2 separate regions of the Sus scrofa genome follow, and region 2 is linked to region 1. A link is a contact called in public HiChIP or PLAC-seq data. All regions are on one chromosome and are shown on one strand. The core of a region is the stretch at or near the end of the contact, and the rest is flanking DNA. Distances in the headings are between cores, read along the strand shown.

What was found. HiChIP or PLAC-seq counts read pairs in DNA pulled down with a chosen protein or histone mark.
Region 2: an H3K27ac HiChIP or PLAC-seq map of alveolar macrophages shows a contact between it and region 1. The contact joins the promoter of SYNRG here to the promoter of TADA2A in region 1. A contact is called at or near these places in 2 of 2 datasets of contacts at active chromatin or transcription factors (alveolar macrophages and skeletal muscle).

The regions. Positions count from the first base shown.
Region 1 is chr12:38,871,654-38,878,219 of Sscrofa11.1, reverse strand. It overlaps TADA2A (transcriptional adapter 2-alpha), which reads right to left and starts at 3,064. Exons shown (of 16, transcript XM_021067335.1): 1 at 2,965-3,064; 2 at 31-157. The coding sequence starts at 55. It also overlaps a transcript of ACACA not described here.
Region 2 is chr12:39,065,634-39,072,199 of Sscrofa11.1, reverse strand. It overlaps SYNRG (synergin gamma), which reads left to right and starts at 2,358. Exons shown (of 20, transcript XM_021067369.1): 1 at 2,358-2,539. The coding sequence starts at 2,463.

The DNA.
Region 1 (6,566 bases), core at 1,815-4,314:
TCACCTGGGACTTGTTCCCACAGTACTTACTGCTAAAGGAACCCAAACGGTCCATCCCGCAGTTGGCAAGCTGGCTGCTTTGATCTTCCTCAATGTAGGGCTCCCTCAAGGAGATTTTAGAAATGGCCAACACATCCACCAAAGCTTGACGACCCTCCTACGAACAAACAAAAGCAGCACATGGAAGAGGAAATCACTTAAAAGGACAAGAGAAGACAATATAACTTACTCAACTCTACCACATCCTAGCTTTGTATGCTAAGCAAATTATTTTATCTCTATAAGCTTGTTTCCTCCTCTGGAAATGAATATGATACAATCATATCTACTTCCTAGAGTTGTGAGGATTAAAATAATCAATATCCACATAAATAATATACCATGGCACCTGGCCCATGATAAGCCCTCTACAAAGGCTATATATTTCTAATAGGCAACAACTGGTTCTCTCTGTGCAGCATCACTTCTCTCCTCAGCCCTCCTTCCTTAGGGAAGGAAAGTGACTCTCCCACATTTCACACGGCTTTGGGGGAGTAGGTTGTTGCAAATCATAACACTCCGTCCCCCACCCCCATAGCAGCTAAAGCAACTAAAACTCTTCTTACAGAACCTGAATCTTGTAAGATATACAAGGACAGAGGGCAGTTAGAGCTCAGTCATTCACTAGCCAAAGAATCTGGTTCATGAGCTCTGGTTGTTGAGATACTCATTCCCAAAAATGGCACAAATTTTTTTTTTTTTCCATTTCTCTATCTTTTCAAAAATACTTTAATACGAATGAACTTTTATCACTAGAAAACTAAAAAACCATGGAGTTCCCGTCGTGGCGCAGTGGTTAACGAATCCGACTAGGAACCATGAGGCTGCGGGTTCGGTCCCTGCCCTTGCCCAGTGAGTTGTGGTGTAGGTTGCAGATGCGGCTCGGATCCTGAGTTGCTGTGGCTCTGGTGTAGGCCGGTGGCTACAGCTCCGATTCAACCCCTAGCCTGGGAACCTCCATATGCTTCGGGAGCGGCCCAAGAAATAGCAACAACAACAACAAACTAAAAAAACCCTATCTATTATGACAAATTTTGTTCACTAATTTATTCTTTGAACAAATATTTAACAGTTAAGTACCATGTACAAAGTATCTTTATTAAGACATAAATGAACTCATATTTCACACTAAGCCAATATCACCTTCTATACTCCCATAGCTTTTTTTTCCTTTTGCAGCCACACTCTCAGGATATGCAAGTTCCCAGGGCTAGGAATCAAACCCAAGCTGCATCTGAGACCTACGACTCAGCTTCGGAATGTCAGATCCTTAACCCATTGCACCACTGTGGGAACTCCTCCCATAGCTTTTTTTTTTTTTTTTTTTTTTTAATTTAGGGCTGCACCTGAAGCACATGGAGGGTCCCAGGCGAAGGACAGAATCAGAGCTGCAGCTGCCAGCCTATGCCACAGCAACGTGGGATTCCAGCCATGTCTGTGACCTACACCATTACTCAAGGGCAATGCCTAAACCCACTGAATGAGACCAGGGATTGAACCCACAACCTCATAGATACTAGTCGGGTTCTTTACCACTTAGCCCCGATGGGAACTCCTCCCCATAGCTTTTTATCTATCCCTTCTCCGGCATTTTTCACACTGCTCTGTGAAGATTACTTATGGATGCATATTTTTCCCATTTCTAGCCTAAATGAAAACAGGAACTACATCAAATACAAATTTGTATGTCTTAAAGTACCATACACAATGCCACACAGAAAGAACTCAATAAACAAAAATGTAATGGACAAATAAATGCTAATTCTACAAAAAAGTTAATTCATCCTTAGTTTTCCTGCAGTGACTTCTTTCACTGGATAGTTTTGGCTTGGAGAATAATTTATCATTAAGAATATACAACACTGTCAATGAACTTGTCTTTTTTAGGGTAGGTTGGGGTGGTTCTCCCTCTGGTCTAGCCCCAGGAAAATGAGTCTGAAGAAAAGTGAGTTTAGTAAGTGGTATCATGCACTTAATAATAAAATAATGGCCAAAACTTATTGAACTTTTCTCATATACCAGGTACTGTGGTACCACTGTATGTGGATCATCTCTGAATCCTTACAACCTTCAGAGACATGTTGCTTTTTCAAGGAGGGAAAGGAAATGCTAAAAGATTGTGTTACTGGCACAATGTCCTAGACGTAGTGAATAGCAATGTCACTTCAGAGGTCAACTAGAGATAGTCAAGTAAGGAACTTTATATAAAGTCTCGTGAACACTCCACGTTGTAAGTGCAATACTGCAATAAGCAGAATCTTTTTTTTCCCCGTCTTTTTTTCACACAGGAGACATTTCTGACGCTAATACCCACGAAAGGCTGGGTGCTAGCTCCAAATTAACATCTGCTTTGTTCAAAGAAATTACTGGGAGGAGGGAAGGGACGTGAAGATTACTCACTCACTGCAGTTCAGAGGACAGGGGCAGGCTTGGAGTTTTGCAAACAAGATTCGAAGCCTCATTTTGTTCCTTATTAACTGTGATCTTGGGCAAGTCATTTTACTGGAGGCTCAGACAAGCACAGCTCTAAAATGAACCTGAAATATCTATTTGGAAGGCCTACTTGAGAACAACAGGTAACATCAACCATACGCTGTCGTGAGCCGCATTACGCCCTCCAACGCAAAGTCAGGAAAGCGGAGGCCGGAACCCAGCAGGACCGCCCAGGGGGCGGGAGTCGCCAGGCTCGCGGCGGGGCGGGGCACCAGGGCTCGGGCCGGGCACGCGCCGCCCTCCCCCACCGCACGGCGTGGCCCCCGCCTCGCGCCAGTCGGGCCGACTCACCCTCTCGCCCCCGACGCCGCTGGGGTCCGCAGCCCTCCCCCACCCTCGGGGAACCTCGAGGACGCCTTCTCCCCCTCGTCCCGCGAGAGGGGTTCGCGCCGCACCACGCCACCACCCGTGCCGCAGCGCCTCGTGCCTCACCTCGCCGCGTCCCCCTCTTCCGCGCCGAGGAAACGCCAGCCGTGCGCGCGCCCGGGCTTTTGCGTGCTCGCTCCCGAGCGGCGCAGGCGCGAGCGGGCCGCGCGCTCGCCGCCTCCGCCCAGGCGCCGCCCCAGCCGTCGCGGCCCCGCCGCGTGGCGCGCGCTCGCCGCCTCCCCTCTCTCAGCTCCAGCCCCTGACCTCGCCGAGAGCTCGCCGCCCGCCTCCAGCAGAGGCCTGGGAGGATGGGGCTCTGAGCAGTTTGCCAGACTTTTGAGTCGGACCAGTAATCACTTTTCCCTCGGGGCGCGTTGCTCGTCGCCGCAGACTTGCGGATGCGTGCTGCCGTTTGACCCCTCCAGAGTGCGGTGAGCTGGAGCGGGCCGGTACAGCCCCGCTTTTGCGTTTTGTAACATTCCTGCCACCCCTGTTGCAGCCTCAAAGGAAATGGAGGCTGAGGGACTGGGCCCAAGGACGGCGAGTGGTGGTCCCCCCTCGAGGCCGGGTCTTGCAGTGCTACTCATGGATTAACCAGACTGCCTGAATGGTTCAAGGGTACATGGGGTACGTTTGATTCAGATGCTTCTGGAACGTCGAAATTATCTTCTTTGGAAAAACCATCCTCTCTTTGGGCTTTAGGTGCCCAAATTGAGGCGCGATGATGAGAGGATGTGGTGGTCCACTCTGATGTCAGTCTTGAGGGCTAGGTATGTCCCAACATCTCTTGTTACTACTGCTAATTATTATTATTATGATAGCTGCCATTTGTCGAGTATTTATTGCATGCCAGGCATTGTACAAAGGAGTTTACATACATGGTCTCATTTAATCTTCAAAAATAACCTTATGGAAAAGACACTTGTAATATTATCATCCCCATTTTCCAGGTGAAGACCTTTAGACTCTACCTTGTAAATAACTTGGGTTCACACAGCTAGATGGTGTTGGGGAAGGGCATTCAAACAGTGGTTTGTCTTAGCCATTATGCTCATGCATCTATTTAGAAGTCTTTCTTCCATCAATTTGCCCAACCTCTTAGAGAAATCATTTACACCTGCCTGTGTGGCCTTTTTATTCATTTCTTAGTCATACAAGTTCGTTCTAAAAAAAAAAGAATATTTGCATGAACAAAAAATGAAAACCAGCTCCTACCATGTTAAATGGTTACCATTTTGCCTTACATTCTTCTAGATATTTTTCTATACTTCATTCAAAAAATATAAAGTAGTTTTACATTTGATATACCCTGGAAATCTATTTTCATTTATCAAATTTTTAATGAGTAGATACCAGTTCTAGGTGCTGGGAATTCGGTGAACAAAACAAAGTTTCTGCCTCATCGTGGAGGAGGTAGACAATAAGCAATATTTAGACAATAAGCAATACACATAGTATATAATAGATAATGCCCAGTAATGTGGCAATTTTTATGGAAAAAAAATCAGGATAAAGGGATAAGAGTGATGTGGGGACACTCTGTTGGATGCAGTAGACAAGGAAGTCCTCTTAATCATAAGCAGAAATCTAATCATTAAATGGGGGAGGCAGCTGTGTGAATTTCTAGAGGGGGAAATTGTTCCAGGAGAAGAGAAAGGCAATTAAAATAGCCCTGAGATGGGTCTTGCTGGGCATGTTGGAGAAGGATCAAGGAGACCAGTGTGGCTGGAGCAAATTAGAGAAACAAGTTGGGAAACATAGGCAGAAGCCAGATCATGTACCTGGTAAGCTGTGCTGGACTTGGGATGTTATTAGAATGTGATAGTGTACCATGGAAAGGTTGATGACAAAGGAATAATCAGACTTGTTTTAAAAGGATCAACTCTGGCAGTTGTGTGCAGACTAGATGGTGGAAACATTAAAATTGCTCTTTAACATATAAATTGTTCAGGAGTTCCCACCATGGCTCAGCGGTTAACAAACCTGACTAGCATCCATGAGGATGCTGGTTCGATCCCAGGCCTCGCTCGGTGGGTTAAGGATCTGGTGTTGCCGTGAGCTCTGGTGTAAGGTCACAAACATGGCTCGGATCCTGTGTTACTGCGGCTGTGATGTAGGCCAGCAGTTACAGCTCCGATTAGACCCCTAGCCTGGGAACCTCCATGTACCGCAGGTGCAGCCCTAAAAAGACAAAAAGACAAGAAATAAATAGATAAATGAAAATAAAATATAAATTGTCCAGCAATTTGTTCAACAGTTTATGAACATAGCTATTTCACCCACACCTTTACAACCACTCTCACCTTCTCCACAAACAGAAATTGGGGTCAAACAATTAGGACTTATCTTCATGTCTTTCTCACCTAGAGTGAAATTTTTTGAGATGAGGCTAGGGCATATATCCAGATCTGGACGTCATGACTGTCAACAAACTGAATATGAGTCATCAATGTTGTACTACTGTGGAAAAACAGTCCCACACAGTACTGGAATCTCTTCATTAAAAACAGCATTCACACATCTAGAAATTACCCCCCTTCCTCTTCAATTGATGTTAGGCCCTCATTAGAATTCTAAGCCCCAATTTAGTCATTGTGCTTAAGAAAAATATGGAGAAATTAAAATTCACAGTGAGGAGCAGGAGATCAGTGATTAAGGCAATGCTGTTCAGAGCTTCTGTCTTCAGCAACGTGGTGGATAGTGGCATCAGTTATAAGACCAGCTGAAGGGAGACAGATGTGGAGGGGAAGTTTCAGGTCTCTTTTTTGCAATCAGAATGGAAATGACATAAATGAATTTAGAGCTTAGAAGAGAGGCCAAGGCTAGGAATTGTATAAGTGTATCAGAATCGTTTCTTTGGTTGTGTGTCTTCTTTGTAACCTCAGTACCCTGAAGTGCATCTTGGACAAATATTTGCAAAAGGAGCAAGTAAAGGCAAAGGTATGGATGGAGCCACTCAGGCAAAAATATTAAAAAGAGAAGATGCCCAATTTATGCTTTCACTGGAGGTCCAAACACCTGAATATGACTTACAAGGAGGGTGACCCTAAGTCCTTGACTTGCTTGGGGCAGTCCTGCTTTACTCCTGTTGTCCCCATATAATTAGTGGTAATGTCTCATTTCACTCTCAGAACTGGCTCTGTTTGTATAGTAAATTATATGGTCACTCTTTGTAGAAGGCCCTTCAGGGTCCAGTGTCTTCCTATTTCTTTGTCATCACTGCTCCTTCCTACACTTCATTCTTCAACCAATTGGAAATACCTCCGTTTCCCCTTACTCCCTCTGTTACTTCCAGGTTTCCTTCTCGAGCTACCTCCAGTTCAGCTTAGACATCACTTCCTCAGGAATATCTCTGCTGACATGCCCCTCACCTCGCCAAAATCTGGGTTTAGTAGCCCTTTCACAGGCTTCCGGTGCACCTTGTGTTTAACCTGTCATAGCAGAAATGACTGAGTACCCTGTTGCTCCCCTCACTAAACATTATCTCTACAGGAACCTGACAAAACAACTTTTGTTCTCTTTAAGACAGAAATTTGCAGGAGTTCCCATCATGGCTCAGCAGTTAACGAATTTGACTAGCATCCATGCGGACACAGGTTCAATCCCTGGCCCTGCTCAGTGGGTTAGGGATCCGGCGTTGCCATGAGCTGTGGTGTAGGTTACAGACA
Region 2 (6,566 bases), core at 1,109-3,608, 190 kb before region 1:
ACCCTATCAGGACATATTTTATACCAAGCTCAGACCTTGCCTGTCATAATGCTGCAGCTACAAGATGATGGTCAGCCTCTTCCTTTCTTTCTTCATTTTCCATCATTTAATCATTTTCTTTCCTGTCTGTCTCCTTCCGTTTGAGATGACTTTGCTCGAAAACTGATAAACATTTTATCCTGATAGGAAAGAATGTTCTTGTTACTTGATACACCTCTGGCTTCATTCTCTTAGATTATCTTTCCTAAGGCTTTATGACCCTTTATGCAGTTAGTACAAGGTCTCTGCCAAAGGTAAAGGATTATGATTATACACTGATGGAGACTATTCACTACTAGCAGACTTTTCGCAGTTGCTAGTTTCGTACAGTGGAATAAAAAATTAGCTTCATATATGTAAGGTACTCGGAATGACTCCTGCCATGAATGTTCATTATTATGATCCATACTGTAATACAGTACTATAAATAGCCTTTTCTCAGCAGGATGTGAATTAAATTTATTTCCTTTATTCTCAGTCTTTTATTCTAGAGTCAGGAGAGGTAAACTCCAACTTAATTAACATTTTAGGTGGGACAAAAGTTGTTGATCTTCAGAATTTATGTAAATGGAGGCTCACTGCTACAAAGTGCAAGAAATACAAGCCTGTGATTTTTTTGTTTATTCTTGCGAACAAGATTCTTGACTCAAAATATATTCTGGAGGTAGTTGTACTGGTGCTCCCCATTTGCCAGTTGTTGGTAAGTTCTATAAGAGGTTCCGTTTTTTCATTTGTGAAATTGAGGGTAATACCAATAGTATTTCAGGATCAGAGTACTTCTAGCACTGTGCCTGACATGTCATAACTTCACAAGAAATATTCCTTAAACACATATTTGGTTAGGAATTCAGGGCTCGATAACACAGCCTCTGCCCTAACAGTGTAGTGGTGAAGATAAAGCAAGGGAACAAATAAAAGCGTGACAGGGCAGCATCTAACCTGAACTGGAAAAGTCACAGAAGGCTGACATCCTGAGTCTTGCAGATTTAACAGTCAATAGGCAAAAGAGAACAAAGTATTCCAGGCAAAAACAGAAATTGAGTCTATGATCCTTGCTACACTCCCATCGTGTGACTTTATCATTTCTTCTTTTTTCAGTATTTTCACCTGTGTAACCACCCAGTCTTAATTAAAAGTCACTAATAATCGAGTTCCCTGGTGTCTCTGGGTTAAGGATCCAGCATTGTCACTGCTGTAGCTCTTGGTAGGAAATTAGGGCAGGTTTAATACCTGGTGTCCAAACTTTCACATGCTGCAGGTGCAGCCAAAAAAAAGTGGCTAAATCTGTATCAATTTGGTCTGTCATTGGATTAATACTGAATTTAGTTATATATATCAGTCTATATCAATTGGAACATCTGCTACACAATTCCATCTAAAGAAGGGGATGAATGAAATTAGTGGACAATTATAGGGGGAAAAAATTGCTGGATGTAGTTGAAATGAGCAAGGACTTTGAAGTCAAACACCTAGATTTGAATCCTGGTCCTCTTGCTTTGCAGCTGTGTGATCTAGGAAAATTACAACTTTTTACCTTGGGTTTTTTGGTTTTTTTTTTAATCTGTAAAATGCCAATACTGCTTAGAGACACTGAGGGTTTGAAAAAATACAATAAAGTCACTGACCAGTCTTTTGTACCAATAAAGGATAACAATTATTACAAATTGTTTCCCTGCAAAAGCCCTGAGCCAATTATAATCTTGCTAGTCAGCAAACTACTTGAAGGCTCGAAAAACTTTACATTCAACTTTTATATTTACTTAGAGTAGTCTGACTAGAAAAATACATCACAAAGTACGCCCAGATAGGTTCAGAGCAATGAATCTTCCCAAACACTACTGTTTTGTCCCTGATTGTAGGTATGGGAAAAACAGGGACTACCAGGTGGCTGAATACCTTCAGCTTTTAGGGCGGGTACCAGAAGGAAGCTGCCAAATTGAAAGGAAAAAGTAGAGCTCATCATTAATCGGCGCTGTGAAGCTATCAAAGGGACTCATCTACTCTTTGTGTAAAGAGTAACGAACAATAAAAGAACACCCGTGTACCCACTATCCAGTTTAAAAAATAGGATTCAATCTACTCTTTCCGCTAATCAAGATGATAGTTTTTCAAACCGGGAAAAGATGACGCCTTGCCGCCCTGCCTCCAGCTGGACCTTCCACAGAGCCTTGCCAGAAAATGAATCAGCTCCCCTGGATCCAGCCCCAGAACTAGAATTGCACCTGGAGGACCCCCAGCGGGGCGGAGTCACGTGATGAGAGCGCGCGGCTCCTCCCCCAGCGCTGAGAGGTCACGTGGGCGCGTGGCCCCACCCCGTCGCCCAGGCCGCGGCGAGGTGGGGCCCGGCGTTTGCCCCGGAAGTGGCTGTCTGGAGCTGACAGCTGCTGAGAAGGTGGCGGCAGCGGCGGCCGGCCAGGAGCAAGATGGCGCTGCGGCCAGGAACGGGAGCTGGCGGCAGCGGGGCCGCGGGAGCTGGCGCGGGGGCCGCCGGCGGAGGCAGGTGGGTGTGAAGAACAAGGCCTGGACGCGCCCCTCCGGGCTTCACCGCGCTCCCGAAACGCAGGGCTGGCCCTGCACCTGCGACGGGTGGTCGGCGGTTATGGCAGTTTTCGCCCGCGCCGACCCCTTTCCCTTAGAACTGGGATGCAGGTCGTCCTCCGGGGACCTAGGCCGAAGAGGCTGATAGAGCCCGGGCGCCTGCCTCCGGGGCTCCGGGCTCGAGGGCACTGGCCGCTGAGGCCGAGTGGGGAGGGAAGAAGGAGGTGAGGCTGGCACCTGGCGGGCTGGGTAAAGAAGGAACCCAGCGCCTCTCTTCTTGCCCTGGCTGGGTCTGAAGCAACCAGAGATTTCCCTTTCCCAGAGCTTTACCAGGGGCTCTGAAAAAAATCTGTTACAGAGCATACAAGTGTTTCCAAGATGTTACATGTTTGAGTGTTGTGTGTGTATATGTACTATTTGTCTTTTCTTCTTTAAGAGCGTCTTGTCCTTTTTGTTTCCCTAACACACGGGAAAATGTAGGAAAATCTAAAGACCTTTGAATTCGTAAATAGAGCTCTTGTAGAGCTAACTCTTAGCACTTGTCTCCTTATTAAAAAGCCAGTCACTGTTAAACAGCATGTACGCAGTTATCAGAACAAAGCTTCCAGACTTAGCCCTTAAACACATTTGTTCTCTGTCACATTCAGCTGCTAATTGCCCATGGTTCTGTATCCAGAACGTTTGCAACTTGACAGGTTCATCATTTAAGGAAAAACTTGATTCTGGGAAGTTTCCATCCCACTTCTGTAATGACCTACTCTGACTTTGTTTTGCTAACCAACCCGAGGTTCTCATACACGTTTGGAGATAAATTTAGCTTTCTATCTTCATCCTAAATTATTTTTGGAAAACAAAGTGTGAGGGTTTTGATATGCAGTGTTTGAATTTTGGACTTAGGAACATTACGTTGTGAAGTCTTTCAAGTTATCACCTCCTGCCCGGAAAAAAGAGCAGTAGCTGTTCAATAAACCACCTGTGTGCAACTGCATTGTTATTTTCTCTATACATCTTTCATTTTAGATTTAAAGCTGTATTCTTTCTCTTTTGTTTTCTGATTGCCACTCTTTCACTGGGGTTTTTCATGGATACTTGATATAAGTCTATTTTTGGCTGGAGAAGACAAATATGTAATAATTATTTCTGTCCTAAATGTGAAGACAGTTTCTAAAATGTTCTTGAGTGGCATTAATTTTAATCAAGTATATGATAAATAACAGCATCAAGTTCTGGGGAAATGTGAATTTAAAAGAATTTGGTATTCCAGGCAAGGTTTTGGGGGATTTTGTTGTTTGGGATTTGGGTTGGGGTTCTTTAGGGGTTTTGTTTGTTTGTTTTTTTGGTTTTTTTCAGATGAGGAGGACCTTGGGTATAGAAAGTTAAGTGGATCATTCCCCTTAGTTTGTAGTATTTTAATATCATTGGTCCATTTTTGGCCCAGCATCATTGAAACACATTTTTTGTAAATATGGCCTGAATTGTGATACATGTTAGAAGGATTGACTTCAGATTTTCTTTTCTCTTTAAATTCTGGTTGTAGTAATTTTGCATTCTTAAACTGGAGAGCAAGTCATTCTTACCTTGAAAAATGTGTGGTAAATATTATATTGGAAACTTTCTGAGGCTGGAGAAGCTGAATGCTTAATAAAGAATATGAGGAGTTCCCAGGTGTTAGGGAACTAACCTGTTAGCTGGTTAAGGATCCAGCATTGCCCCAGCTGCGGCTCAGATTCGATCACTGGCTCAGGAACTTCCATATGCCACGAGTGTGGCCATAAATTTTTTTTTAAAAAGAAATAATAGAGTTTTAGAGAGCAGTGGTGAGGGCTGATGTTATTTTGTGAGGAAGCTAACATTATGATTGGTACCCTAAGGATATTTTAGGGGGAAAGAAAAAGAACAGGGCAACCTCTCTCAGCTTTTAATGGAGGAAATCCATGAACTATAATTTACCACATTTCTTAGGCACTTGTTTCTGTTCAAAGAAGCGAAGCAAAAAGCCTTAGCATTTTCTAACCTTATTAATATTAGCCAGCTTTGATTGGTATCCTGAATAGGCCACTTTAGAATAAATAGTTATATAGGGCAAAATTTATCCAAGAGATGAGAAGTAGAATTTTTTTTTTTTTTTAATTTATTCATTTTTTGTCTTTTTGCCTTTTCTTGGGCCACTCCCAAATGGAGGTTCCCAGGCTAGGGGTCAAATCGGAGCTGTTGCTGCCAGCCTACGCCAGAGCCACAGCAACGAGGGATCTGAGCCACATCTTCGACCTACACTACAGCTCACGGCAATGCCGGATCCTTAACCCACTGAACAAGGCCAGGGATTGAACCCGAAACCTCATGGTTCCTAGTCGGATTCGTTAACCACCGAGTCACGACAGGAACGCCCATATTTTTTTTTTAAGTCAGGTATGGCAGGAAAAAAGAGTTTAAAGATTTTGATTAGTCTGTATCCTACTGGGATAGTATCTTTTGTGAGCTTGTCTATTTCTTTCCTCTTTTTTTTTATAAATTGCTTAAAGGCCTCCTCATCTTTTGCTCTTCCACTGCTTCTGGCACATTCTACACATAGAAAACATTCTGTTAACTATTGGTGCATTCAAGCAACAAAGCAAAGAAGAGGTATTTCAGCTGGGCCTCATTTTGAGGAAGAGGATGGGGTCAAGAGTTTGTCCTGGAGCTGGGAAGGCCTTGTGAACCCTAGGGAACATCAGGTAGGCCCGGCAGACTGTGGCACTGAGTGGGAGAGACAAGTTTGCGAGATAAACCTGAAAAGGCTGTGTTAAAACTGGAGAGGACCTTGAATATAAATAAAGGAAATTCATTTTAAGGGAGAATAATTACATTGTTTCAATCCCAAGAGTTATCATAGGGCCACTTAGAAAGATGTACCTCAGCTGTGCTGTATGGGCTGCATTAGAAATCACAGTGTCTGCAGATGGGGAGACCCTCTAGCAGCCTTGTTGAGCCCAGGCCTGAGAAGTGAAAGCTGGTCTTGGATGAATGAGGCAGGCATGTGCCAAGTAGAGGTCCCACTTCTGCTTTCACCATAGGCCATCAGTAATGCATAGTAGTTTTATCTTCAAAATTAAGTTAGTTTATCTCCTTGCTGCCCAGTTTTTGCCGAGCTTTTGCTGTCTTATCAGTATCTTACTTAGCTGTTTGTCTAACCAGTCTTTAAGGATGTTGCTGTTAATCATCTAAACATTTCTTTCTTTTTTTAAAAAAAAAAAAAAAAAAGATGTTTATTTCTTTTCTTTTCTTTTCGGGCCGCACCTGTGACATATGGAAGTTCCCAGGCTAGGGGTCAAATCGGAGCTGCAGCTGCTGACCTAACACCAGAGCCACAGCAACTTGGGATCAGAGCCCTCATCTGCGGCCTGCACCACAGCTCATGGCAAGGCCGGATCCTCAACCCACTGAGCGAGGCCAGGGATCAAATCTGGGTCCTCATGGATACTAGTTGGCTTCATGAGCCACAGTGGGAGCTCCTCATCTAAACATTTCAGAGCAGCCTGTGACTGGTACATAGGTCAGTAGCTAGTTTGGGTTGCTAAGTAATTACTGGAGTAAGTCATGTTTGTTGGTAATGTTATTAATTTAGTTTTTTGTTTATATTTTCTTTTTTGGGGTTTTGGGTTGTTTTTGTTTTTGTTTGCTTTGTAGGGCCCCAGGTACAGCATATGGAAGTTCCCAAGCTAGGGGTTGAATAGGAGCTCAGCTGCTGTCCTACACCATAGCCATGCAGGATCCAAGCCATGTTTTCGACCTGCACCGCAGCTCACAACACCAGATCCTTAACCCACTGAAGGAGGCCAGGGATCGAACCTGTGTCCTCATGGATACCAGTCGGATTAGTTAGCACTGAGCCACAACAGGAACTCCTGTTTATATTTTCAAAGTACCTTTATACGTACATACAGCGTTCTTGTCTACTTAGTTATCTTAGGGCTTGGGCAAACTTGTGGTTCTGTGTCCTTAGTTGGCAA